Regions from separate parts of the Mus musculus genome. Here regions 1 and 2 are each linked to region 3. Evidence: chromatin contacts called from public Hi-C data. All regions are on one chromosome and are shown on one strand. The core of a region is the stretch at or near the end of the contact, and the rest is flanking DNA. Distances in the headings are between cores, read along the strand shown.

Evidence for each region. Hi-C and Micro-C count contacts between places; a contact is called where the count stands out from the background.
Region 1: a Hi-C map of cortical neurons shows a contact between it and region 3, with 2.5 times the contacts expected there. A contact is called at or near these places in 3 of 39 promoter capture datasets (embryonic stem cells, hippocampal neurons and pre-B cells), 2 of 484 Hi-C or Micro-C datasets (cerebral cortex and cortical neurons) and 1 of 130 datasets of targeted methods (astrocytes).
Region 2: a Hi-C map of cerebral cortex shows a contact between it and region 3, with 4 times the contacts expected there. A contact is called at or near these places in 3 of 39 promoter capture datasets (cranial neural crest, embryonic stem cells and hippocampal neurons) and 1 of 484 Hi-C or Micro-C datasets (cerebral cortex).

The regions. Positions count from the first base shown.
Region 1 is chr15:53,111,414-53,115,845 of GRCm38.p6, reverse strand. All of the region lies in intron 1 of Ext1 (exostosin glycosyltransferase 1), which reads left to right. Among named protein-coding and RNA genes, the nearest start is that of Gm41323, 180 kb to the right of the region's middle.
Region 2 is chr15:54,569,048-54,573,549 of GRCm38.p6, reverse strand. It overlaps Mal2 (mal, T cell differentiation protein 2), which reads right to left and starts at 2,184. Exons shown (of 4, transcript NM_178920.4): 1 at 1,913-2,184. The coding sequence starts at 2,041.
Region 3 is chr15:53,900,403-53,904,434 of GRCm38.p6, reverse strand. Samd12 (sterile alpha motif domain containing 12) reads left to right here and starts at 1,999. Exons shown (of 5, transcript NM_177225.4): 1 at 1,999-2,066. The coding sequence starts at 2,054.

The sequences.
Region 1 (4,432 bases), core at 1,451-3,950, 790 kb after region 3:
TCAAACCTATGCCCATGGTGATACACATGAGAATTAAGTACCTCTCACTGGGACCTTCACCCACAGCATGCCACCTCCCTCCTCCTGTTCCTGTAGTGAAAGATTTTAAGTTGGCATAGAATGAAAATTGTCTTCTGTTTGAAGCCAGGAAGTATGAAAGAATGCATGTAAGTTGTCTGCCCTTGGTTTTGTACAAACATCCTGTCTGCAATGGAGAGCCTAGAATTGGCAACATCACACCGAGATCACAAAGGAAGTGATACCTTTGATATAGCTTGTGACTGGTGGGTTGGTTGCCTGTTGAATATTCAGGGCAAGGAATTGCACCACCTTTAAGTAGCAACCTTTACTGCAGGGGAGTTGCTGGCTTTCCCTAAGACTGTCGCCACTCTGATCGATCACATTCAGAGTGCAGTTCCACGTATTTGAAGAACTGATTGACGTGTATGAAGCAGCTCAGCTTTGTGCACACTTGTGGGTGTGTATCAGCCAGCAATTCCCACAAGTCCAACAGATCCTCCATGACCCCTGGGACCCATACTTCTCTGTGCCATGTTGTCAAAAGAACCCAGACAGTACAGTGGCCAGCTGGAACCATTTTCCAACTCCCAATTCACGTTTCTCAGTTCAGTCAGTGCCACGGATCAATTTTGTGCGATCCCATGTCCTGACCTTTAAGATTTCTTTTCTCAAAAGTAATTGAAATTTTAAACATTTTATCTGGACTTAGGAAAGGGTATCGGAAACAGGCTTAGAAAACAACAGAGGATGCCCCCCCCCCCCACACACACACACAAGTCACCTGGAGGGAAGTTTTGAGGAGAGAGTCCTACAAAGGGCAGTTGCACGTTGAAGAGGTCAGAGATGAACTGCTCACTAATTTTCTTAATGAGAATTGTATGTCTTCAGACATATGACGCCATGTGGGCTGACCAGAAGCAGCATTGTTTAAAGAAAAGAGTTGGGGCCTTCTTACATTTTCAGCATTTCACCTCTGCCCATGAAGTTGAGCTGTATGGTTGGTGGGATACTTCTGGGATCCTGTCATTCTTTCGCTTGAGTTCTTCAGTGACTCAGATTCACTCTCATGGAATAATGTCTGAGCTCCAGGAGGTAGCAAGCTTATCATCTCCTTAACCCCCTCCCCCTGCCCTGAGCTCTTTAACCATTCCTGACCCACTCCAAATTGGGTGTTTTCCCTCCCCATGGACCCTTTGATCCTGATGGACTACCATTAGCCTAGAAATGCCCATCTTCCAGTGTTTGTAGCTCTTGCTCCGTCATCAGTGCTTAGCAAAGAGTCCTGGAAATCTTCGAGATACACATCCCTGTTCTCATCTTCCTCACCAATGCCTTCTGTAGCCACCCATGCCTTATCTTCCCTGCCCCCCCCCCCCCGCTTCCATATGAACATCTGACAACTTCACAGTGTTTTCACTGGACCACGATCTTCTTAAGACGGACCTAACATGTGGATGGCACACACGCACTCACACACTCATCCAAGAACAGAGATGCACTAGTCTGTATTTCCTTTTCCTCATCACAGGGCACTCTGGAACTTCAGCCACCCCAAGTATTAGCTTTCTGATTTTTTTTCATAAGAGATGTGACTCAAATCTGGGTATAAACAGAGAAGAATCATTACTTAGAAGGGACGGGGCTGGCAGAAAAAGAGCAGCTGTGATGTTCACCCAGTTCATAAGTAAATACTCGAGACAAACTATCACCTCAGGCAGCCTGGAATTGTGTGAGTCTGAAGATTAGAGGCTCATTGCTGGCTTCTTGCCTGTCCACTGTGGCTAGCGAAAAAGCAGGATCATTTGGCCAACGTGCTTGTGAGAGAGGATCTGTGGGAACCCTGGGAAGACAGCAAGCCACAGCAGCGGCTTCCTTCCTTGTACAGCTTCTGATGAGGAGAAAGCTTTTAAACTACACACTGCTGCTGTGTGGGGAGCTGCGGCTTCTGCTTTCATTTTCTTTTAACGGGTCTGCTCCTCGTTTGTCTCTTGGCTGTCTTTGCAAAACTGTTTTTTTGTTTTTTTCATTGTTGGTAGTTTTTAAAAAATGTTTATTCCATTCCTTCTGATATAATTTGCCATAATAACCTGCAATTGCATACTACTTTCCTGATTATACTGCATGTACATAATTTCATTTGAGCTTCACAGCTTTGAGACTGACAGAAGCTAAGAGATGTGCATGGGGGTCTCGCAGGAGAGCCACACTCCAGATTCTTCAGCCCAGGTCTCCTCATTGACAGCTGCCTGTGTTTCTGATAATCTGCTGGCTCCCTTCAGCTGAAGTGATTACAGCTATCTTTTGCAGAAATGCTCATAAGGTGCTGTACTTTAATTAAAATGTATCGTTTGGAAGCCGGGCGTGGTGGTGCACACCTTTAATCCCAGTACTCGGGAGACAGAGGCAGGCGGATTTCTGAGTTCAAGGCCAGCCTGGTCTACAAAGTGAGTTCCAGGACAGCCAGGGCTACACAGAGAAACCCTGTCTAGGGAGAAAAGAAATTAAAAAGAAAAAGAAAAGAATGTATCATTTGGTCAGGTCAGTAGAAGGATCAACCCCTTTGGATGAACCAGGAAACTAAGCCCAGACAAATTAGTATTTCCCAAGATTGCCCAGTTTGTGGATGGTAAGCATAGACTGTGAACCCAGGTTTGGCTGCTTGACCACTGAGCTCTTGTTTACTAAGTTTTTAGCTACCAGTTCCCTGCTGCACAAAATGTACTGGGCATTACAATGGACTCACATAGAATCCAAGGCTCTTTCCCAAGAGTTCTGGATTCAGCAGGCCTGGGTGATCCTGAGATCTGTGCAGTTCCCTGGTACCACAGGTGATACAAGTGGCAGGGACAACACTTGGTGGAATGGTATGAACCACTCTGTCTCCCTTGCCTAGTCACACTGACTCACTATTAGTGAGTCATCTTATGTGGTGAGGGAAGACTTCAAATAACATTCCATAGCATATCTGAAATGGGGTTATATTCTGTACCTTATTCAGTACAACTCTAGGAAGAAAACTATTATACCTATTGCATGGTACTGGCTTCCAGGTTAAAGTCAGGGTCATGTCGTTTTTATTGCACATTTTCTGTGGAGCCACTTAGAAAGGCTCTTCTATCTCCTGCATCATTACCTCTGGAGTGTGGACTGTAATGCCACAAAGGGGAGACAACTGGTTTACCAGCTGAAGCTGCAAATTCTCTGAAAGCAGTTGATACCTCTCCTGTCTCACTGTGTGTGTGTGTGTGTGTGTGTGTGTGTGTGTGTTTTAAGTTGTATGTGATTATAGCATGTCTTACATCTCCTGACTTAATAAGATGAACTGGTCTACTTTAGAAGATTGTCTCCCCACTTGACCTATAAAGTCTGTCTCCCCCACCTCTAACCAATGGTAGCGACTACTCCGTTCTCCGGCCCCGTCGTTATATGCTGTCACAAGTGTTATGAAAATGGAGCAATGTAGTGTGTACCCTTTAGAGGGTGGCTTTGGACTCGGCATTAGCATCCTCGAGGTCCTTGTGTACTTAAGTAGTTTGATCCGTGTTCTTTTACTTCATTATGTTTTATTCATCTGAGAAGTGATCTAGGCTATGTGTATACCACAATCTTGCCTCATTCATACTTGGAAGGGTATCCAGTGTATACATTTGTGGACAGTTCTCCTATGTAAAAATGCCTTCATTTCTCTGGGATAAATGCCTAAGTACAGTGCTGGGTCATATGAAAAGTCCATTTTTAGTTTGAGAAGGAACTGCCAGATTGTCCCCAAAACAGCCTTACCATTTTCCTCTCATTGTAGCCCCCAAGGAAGAGCTCTTGTTTTTCTTGTTTTCCATGTTTCTATCTGTGCTTGTTCTCATGTGTCCTCTTAGATCATACACTGTCCTGCAGGGAGCAAGTGGCACCTCCTTGTGTTTTGGGTTGATTTCCGTTCCTTCAATGACTAACGATACTCAGTATCTTCCTGTGTTCTTCTTGGTGCTTTATTCATTTTCTTTGGGAAAAATATCAGTTCAAATTGTTAGCCCATGTTTACATTGGATTCTCTTATTGTTGTATCAGAAGTGTTTTTTCCATAGTCTAGACCAGTGTTTCTCAACCTGTGGGCCTCAAACCCTTCGGAGGTCACATATAATATACTTGCATTATAATTTACAACAGTAGCAAAATTACAGTTATGAAGTAGCAATGAAATAACTTTATGTTTAGGGTCACCACAACATAAGGAACTATATTAAAGGGTCACAGACTTCGGAAAGTAGAGGGCCATGGTTTTAGACAAAGTTTCTTAGGAGATGGATGATTTGAAAGTATTTCTGCTTCAGGAGATTGTCTTTTTCCCTTCCAGGAAGGAGCTTCTAGAGTTGAGTTCTCATAGGCAGAGATAGAAACCTGTATAATGAGACAAGCC
Region 2 (4,502 bases), core at 935-3,434, 670 kb before region 3:
GGCTGGCATCAGGACTTGTAAGAGCTGCCAAGTTATTAAGTACAGCAAGAATTGAGAACTAACTACTATGGTAGATAGGAAAAGGAGATATGAAGTTGGGAGGGGCTCAATAAGTCACCTCTTTGCTTTGTTAACCTTTAGTACTAGTGTCCCATGAAGTGTGGCACATCCACAGGTGGATCCTGAGTATCACTTGATTTAGTAAGACTTCCGTGCACCACACACACACACACACACACACACACACACACACACATACATACATACATACATATGAAAGACTTCTGTGTGTATGTTTTACCTATATATTTGAATAACTATGAGGAACCAACCTATCAAATTGGAGATTAACTGTACATTACTCCTGAGGATTGAGCCTAACTTCTACCAAAGTTTAAGCTGTGCCTCTATGTCTCCAGATCCTCTGTAAATTTCAGGATAAGTAGGACGTAACTAAAGCCGTGGGAAGAACTCGTGAAAGAGGAAGCAAGCACGTGGAACTTGAGGAACACGGCAGGAAAGGAGCCCAGAATCTGGGAACTCTTTCTCTGCAACGCTTCCTGTTTTAAAAGCTGTGTCCCCTCCACAGTCAGGAGTCTGGTCCAACGCCATCTCCTCCCTGTTCCTCTCACATGGATGCCTGCCACCCACCTTAGTCATTCCTACGATGCTGAATTGGGCTCAAATCCGAACCCATGCCAGGGTCTTCTAGTGTCACACTCACTATCTGATCTCAGGTGCCACTGCCTGTGACTCATTCACTTGGGTCTCTTCTTTCAGATTCAAATCTGAGCTAAACCCAAGGTGGCTTGGCTACCTAAGCATAATGGGGCAGAAAACCAATGCCCACAAGGTTTTCAGCTCAGCAGCACAAAAGGGAACCCCGAGTGACCTAGATCCAGGTTATGCAAACTCGCAGGAGTGGATGAGGGTTGACATGAAAACCCTAAACAGAGCAAACAGAACCAGCCGACAGGAATGACACCGCTTTGCTGACATGTCTTTCTATTTGACATTCTCCCAGCATGACGCAACCCCAGTTGCCCAATTTCTATTTGCACATTTCCCCCTTGTCCACAAGGAGCTTCAAAAACTCCCAACTCCACAGCATTCCTTTCGCTAAGTTCAAGTGTCTAGTTCAACAAGGTGGCAGGGCAGGCTTGTGGCATCAACTTGACTTTGGGCGGAGCAAAGTGTTCTGAGGTGGTTTGGAATTCTCAGGTAAACTTAGAAAAGGACAGGAGGTGCAAAGGCAAGAGCTGAGGCTGACTGCCCCACTTCCACTTTGCCCCTCCATTTTCACACCCACTTGATTACACACTGCCTGCTGCACCTACAACCTCACCTTTCTCCCTGCCCTGTTCTTTCTCAATCCAAAGGGCACTGGCTATGGCAAGGGTGAGTCTGGTGAAAACCATACCCAGGCTTCAGCCTCCTCTTCCTTTCCCTGGCGCCTCCCGTCCAGGCTTTCCACATCCTAACAGCTTCCTGGCCACCCAGTCATCAGTTCACCTTTGCACCACCCAACAAAATGGCAGGTTGGCAACGGGAAAGGCCGAGAACGCTGGTTCCTCCTCTAGTCAAACGCAGCTCCTATCCAAAGCCCAGAGTCCCCGAGATCCAACAGGAGAGGGCTCCTGCCCAAGTCCCTAATCATGGGCCCCTAGCCTGATCGGTCTCTAGGGCACATTTCCATTCCAGGCCGGCGAGCAGGTGTCCGCGTAACAGGTGCCAGGCAAGAGGCCCGGGTCCTAAGTGGAGAGGACCCCGAGACTGACTCCAGTAAAAGGCCACTTCTAGAGGATGAAGGCTGAGGGAGGGGTATTCAGAGGGACCAACCCCGGGCTGGGGGCAAGGATGCTGCCTGTCCATGCTCCCGGGACTCGATCTTCACCTAAGCTGCCCCACTTACAATCTCCAGACAGACGAAAGCTCCGGAGTACGTCCTTAGGATGTCGGGGCCAGCGGGCAGGGTGACCCGGGGCGCCGGGAAGGACACGGCAGGGTTCGGGGGCGGCGGGACTGCTCCGCCGGCCGACATGCTGCCGCTGCTACGTCTCCGCGCACCGCCACCGCCGCCACCGCCTCCCGCGTCCCGCCGCCGCCTCCCGGGCTTGGCCGCCGCCGCCGCCGCCGCCGCCGATCCGATCCGTGGGGTTCAGGCGTGCTGCTCGCGGAAAGGGTGTGGCCACGGGCCCTCTGCCGACAGAGGCCCGCCCCGTCACGTGGGCACAGGTGAGCGCGCCTCCGCCCTAGCGACAGTCAGGGTCACCAGCACAGGTGTGGTGCGCCCCAGCCTCAGCGCCAGCTCTGCAGCCCTCCTGGATCTTCAGATCACTTGCTGCTCCTGCACTAACTGTCTGCTGGTTCCCACCTGCCCATCCCACTCAAGTCTCCCCGCTGGTCCTCACCCACTTTCCCCAGTTGGGTAGGAAGACAGAGGCTGTGACTCAGAAGGAAAACACCAAGTTGCCAGGCACACCTGGAAAATGGGATGCCTGTTTTAAAGGCGATTCTAGGGGGATTTTCAGGGTCATGTAGCACATTGGAGTCGTTGGCAGTGGGACCCTGGAGGAAGGCCTTGAGTCATTTCTGTTCTGGTCTCAGAAATCCGTACGAGGATGTCCACCAATGATGGGCAGAAGAGTTAGGTGTACAGGAAGCGATGTAGCTTATAGGATGGTAGCTATTTTTTCCAGTTTTGACGTCAATAATCATACACAAAATGTTAGCTTCATTACGTTTCCACACAGACACTTTTTATTCCATTTTCAGAAAGGTATTCTTTGCTACTGCTTTTAAAGACTTAACAATTATTAAAACAGAACAGGACACTACTACATATGAATCCCAAGCCCCAGTTTCCCCCCCTTGCATTCCCATTTTATTGGTTTTGCTGTCAATGTTCTGAAAGTGGAATGAACAAAGGGACATTTCTCAGAGATCATCTAAAGATAAGTTCCACAGATCAGCACATATGTAGACCACGTTGGTAAAACCTGACCCAGGCATGGGGATACACGCCCGGAATCATAGTACTTCACAGAGTGTGGATTGCCCTGAGTTTGAAGTCAGCATAGACTGCAAAGCTGGTAATAGAATAGCTTGGGATACCTAGAAAGAACCTGTCAAGCAACAAGAACAGCAATCAAGTATGTGGATATGTAAATGTGTGTCTACTATACACATATGCATGCGTGCACACATGTACACGGACACACAAACCTATTCGAGTATCGGACATTCTACAAATTGAGTCTTGTTCTGATCTATTAAGTTTAGCTCTTGAACTGTGAGTTGTTCCCTGCATGGGTTGTCAGCAGGTTTTACCCTATGTCTTCATTATTTTAATAATCGAAACTCTTAGGTGTGGTGGTGGCACTACAGTAAAAGCCACAAAGGAGGGTGTGGATGAAACCTTGTTTGGGCTTCCTGACACCACCACCTGTTAGTCACCAGTTTCTGGCAGTTCGTGTGTGCTGGCTATCTAGTAGGAAACCTCAACTTCTCTGTATTGCTTTGTTCAATCGATGAACTTTTCTGTGTCCAGATCCTGATTGGCAAGAGATCTTTATATTTTATTTTCTGCCTAGGCAGCCCTTAAAGGATCTTCAAAGGTGAGGCCACTCCCGAGAATTTGTTATGGAAATGCCCAGTAACTACATACAAGGTACCAAAGTGTTGTGGTGAGTGAACTTGGAATGACCTTGGAATTTGTGGATCCATTAACGACCTAAAACTTCACCTGTGTATATTTTAAAGGTGTCACCAAAAAGAACACAGTGACTACACCCTTTCCAGCACCTACTTTGCCATAACTGCTTTTGTACCCACCCCTACCTACTTTGGTTTCCCAAAGTCAGGAGAATGAGAGACTGTTATGTACCTCTCTCCTACAGAATAGCAAATCTGCTCCATAACTAATGCTCTTTCTGGAATGGACTCCCTTTCCATGATCACTATCTATATCAGTATTGTTTTTCTTGATGATCCCAATTTCATCTCCATGATGGCAACTCTAGCATCCGTTCCTTCCATGATTATTTCTTTCTCCACAAAATCAGCTCTGAGTTCTTAATAGTGTCATCCTCTTATCCATTTCTATGACCTCTAGCATGCCTTACTTTGCTGAGGTTTGGTCTTTTGCTATGTATTGTAACTCTGGTCCCCACAGCCTGGTTGCCCCCAGAGACAAGAGAATTTCCACATACACAAAGTACTGTCATGTGAACCTGTCACTTAAATTAACACCATTGGTTGAATAAAGATGCCAACAGCCTATAGCTAGGCAGAAGTTAGGTGGAGTTCCAGTTCCCTGGGCTTGGGGTCTGAGGAGAGACCACAGGGAGAGAGAAGGTGGAGAGTGAGAAAGACTCCATGGGATAGGTGAGTCATGAACACATGGCCGTGAGGGCTGGCCCATTGAATGTAAGAGCTGCCCAGGTGGAACCTAACTTAGAGGGTAGCTATGTGCCCAGCTCTACTACATTAAAAGCTTACTG
Region 3 (4,032 bases), core at 750-3,249:
ATGTTCCTGTCTATAGGAAAGACAGGGACCAAAAAATGGAACAGATACTGAAGGAAAGGTCATCCAGAAACTGCCCCACCTAGGGATCCATCCCATCTGCAGACACTAAACCCCCACACTATTGCTTACATAAAGAAGCTTTTGCTGACAAGAACCTGGTATGACTGTTCCTTGAGATATTCTACCAGCACCTGACCAATACAGATGCAGATACTCACAGCCAACAATCTGACTGAGCCCAGGGACCCCAATGGAAGAGCTAGAGGGAAGGACTGAAAGAGATGAAGGGGATTGCAGCGCCATAGTAAGAACAATATCAGTTAACTAAACCACATGGAGCTCCCAGGGACTAAACCACCAGCCAAAGAGTACAAATAGCTCCGATGGCTCCAGCCACATATGTAGCAGAGGATGGCCTTATCTGACATCAATGGGCGGGGAGGCCCTGGGTCCTGTGGAGACTTGGTGTTCCAGTGTATGTATGTTAGAACAGTGAGGCAGGAGTGCATGAGTGGATGGAGGAGCACCCTCATAGAGGTAAAGGGGATGGGGGAGAGGGAAGATGGGATGGGGACTTTGCAGAGGGGTAACTGGGAAGGGGGATATCATTTCAAATATAAATGAATAAAGTGATTAATAAAAAAAATACAGGATGCTCATGCTACAGTCCAAGAGACCCAAGGATGCTGGTCAGGAAAACACTTGGAAGGGGGAATGGAATGATTGTAGAAGGCAGATGGAGAAAGGGAACTGGATAGAGTGGGGATCAGGAGAGGAGTGGGAGGCAAGGGGTTGGGTGCAGGGAGGGGCAGGGGGATGGCTGGATGGCCATAAGAATGAATGGAAATCTGCAACTGATGTGGTAGGAGGTAAGGAGCATCTTCAGGAAGAGACAGAGACTTGGGACTTGGGATAGGGGAGGTGCCGAAGAATCACTGGGGTGTCCTTAGGTATGACTCAATGCATTGGGTATATGGAACCTGAAGAGGCCACCTCCTGTAGCCAGGCAGGAACTCCAGTGGTGCGACAGGGAGTTTCTGTCATACATGTGATTCTCTCTTTGTTTGTTTGTATATATGTATGTATGCACGCATGTATGTAGTATGTATTTAAAATTGTACCAGACAGCCCCACAGGAAGATCATAGGTTCAGAGGTGGAAAGCAACTAAACTGTGTATAGTGTTAAGACTCTATCACAGGCAGCCAAGGGACACCCTAGCCAGGAAAGTTGACAGCCTCTCACTTTGGAATCCAGCTATTCCATGCTCTGATGCCCTGAAAATGTAATCTTAGCAGCCTCATTAGGATATTGTCTTTGGAAGATTTTAAAGCCATCCTACCCTCGTCAGTATTTAACTCTGTAAACAACCAAGAGGTTCAGAAGTCAGCTGTTTCTCCTGGAGGGACATCTCACAACCCCAAATATTTCAGGATGAGAACAAGTTTTGACTGCACCTTGTGGAGTAAGTCTCTGGCCCAGAGGGACTGCCACAAGCATCCCCAGCGCATCTGCTCTCCTCACTGACCAAGTGCGCCCAGATTCCAGTGGCCCGCCAAGTCCACTGCCCTGCTGTCTCCCTCCCAAAGACTGCTAGGTGCCTAAAAGCTTTTAAATGACAGCTAAGGTCTCAATCAAGAGTTCTCTCAAAGCTGAAAGAAGCTAGGAGCACGGCAGTCTGGGAGATGTAGTCCTCCCAAATGTCATCATCCATCACTCTCGGGGTTCCCTTCCGAGGTCCGTAGAAGAGCAGGTAGTCAGTCCTATGTCACAGAATGTAGATATACGCTCCTACTGTGGTGGCGAAATCGAGCTGCACGGGACAAATGGGAGGCTTCGAGGGGGTTGGGAGATTGTGCAAGAACGGACTACAACTCCCATGCCGCCTCGCGCGGAGCAGGAGCTGGCTGTTCGCTTTGCGTGACCGCAGCAGGTTGGTCCTGGAGCAGATGAGCGCAGAATATTTAGGCGAAAGCAAGGGGAGGGGGGAGCGCGGGGCAGGAGGAGTACCTCGGCCAAGAAAATTATGCATGCGTTAGGCAAGCTCTGAGAGAATGGCTGTGGAAGGTAAGGGACGCTTGGGGCGTTTTAAGCTCCCTCTTAACCCGCGCACTCCAATTCACACATCCCTGATGAAGCTCGGCTCCGGTGGGGAGGAGAGAAAAGGGGGTGGCGGCAAGCGGGCCCCTTCTCCCTTGTACCACTTGGCGCTCACCTGAGCCTTGCCAGGCCAGGAGGCACCTGCTTCGTTTGCCATTGAGAGAGGTGTAGGTGAGCAGGACTTCAGGGCAGAAGGTGAAAAAAGAGCGCTCCCAGTCCTCAGCTTTGTGATGGAAATGGGTGGACAACCGGGAAGTCCAGCGCGAGGGAATAGCCCTGACTTGCCCTTTCCCTTCCCCTCCAGCCAAGGTAGGCTGGGTGGCCACATTGCTGGGGATGCACGCTCTGCCACCCACACGTGGGAAAGGACTCTAGCCAGGTGCGTCATCCAGAAGCTTGGATTGCCACTGGGTCGAGGACCCCTCGCTGTGTGTAACCAGCAGTGCCTGTAGCAGATATGCCCCTAGGATGGGGCTGCCTTTACATCTGCTTCTGTATAGTCCTGCCCAGGGGTTAGCAAAGTTCACAGAATCAGTGTAAGGCAGCCGCTTGGATTGGGAAATTCTTTCCTTTGAAGACTGCCTTCCTATTTCCTTGTATAATTTTGGACTTCGAGTTTGCCATTTTGATTGCACAGCCCTGCCTGTTTTGTACTTTCCGGTTAAGAGTTGGGTCAGGCAAATTTTGAGGGATTGGAGTTTTCCACGTCACTTTCACTTACTTTAGAGGACAGACTTTTTGTTCAGGGTAGGTCCGGGGATATGGGCGGGGGAGATGAAAGGGAGGGCATGTGTAGCAGGAGGGTTTCTGGTGTCTCATACCTCTATGATGAGATAAAGTGAAATGAGTGTAGGATTATAAAGGGAGCCTACCTTCACTTCCAGAATTATGGTTCCTGAGTGCACTTAGGGTTAGAGGGGACCTGAAGCAGGAAAAGGAAGGCGTGGTTGCCAGCGACATCAGGCTGCTTGCCAAAGGGAAATGATCCGGTTCCTTGGAGGCTACAGAGAAGAACAACCAACAGGGTTTCTTGCTTCTGCCTCACCTCTCTGCCTCAGGAGACAGCAAATGAAATAAATACCCTGGCCCTTTACTTGAAGTAGCAAGGGTCCAACTCATACACTCAACACCTGTAAACTCAGGACTGAGTCTGGGTGATCTCAGGATCAGAGCCTCTTAGCTAGATGTCTCTACTTTCAGCTTTTCCAACTGTGCCAGGAAACATGTCCACCTCCCCAACACACACCCCTCTACCCTTCTCTCAGGTAGAAAAGCATGTCGGTAGTTTGGGGGCCTCCTGCTCTCATATTCCCCAGCACCAGTGCCTAAATCTACACATATCACACTTCATATGTCTCTCACTGGAATCCGAAGCACTGGGAGACTGAGACCAAAAACTCCGATTTGCCAAGCAGTAGCATAGAACGTGCTTCATAGCATGCCCTCAAAAACTGCCTGTGGATTGCACAATAAACATTCATGGAACTCTTAAAACTGACTCCATAAGGGTGCCTGAGGCCTTCTTAGTTGTCCAAATGCCACAGATGGGAAGTTTTAAGGCCCCTCTCAGCCCTCATGTTTGAAGTCTCAAAACTACTGTTTTCTTCTCCTGCTGAGAATGGCATTGCTCTGTTAGTGCTCATTTGAGATTTAGGAAACGGTACCCAGTGTTACTACTTCAGAGTTTTGTGCCCTGAGATCATCAGGAGGCTAAATGTCCTAATCCATGTGACCATCATGTACAGAATCACAGGTCAAGATCAAATAGTGACCAGCTTATGCATCTTCACTGAGAAATAGTGAGTCGAGGAAAGAGGAATTTTATTAGAGCAACTTAAAAGAAAATATAGCATATAATAATATCTGAGCCTTTGTGTCTATATCTGGAAGAAAAAAATGGACTTGATACTGTTTTGGGAACAGTGTAGTAGAA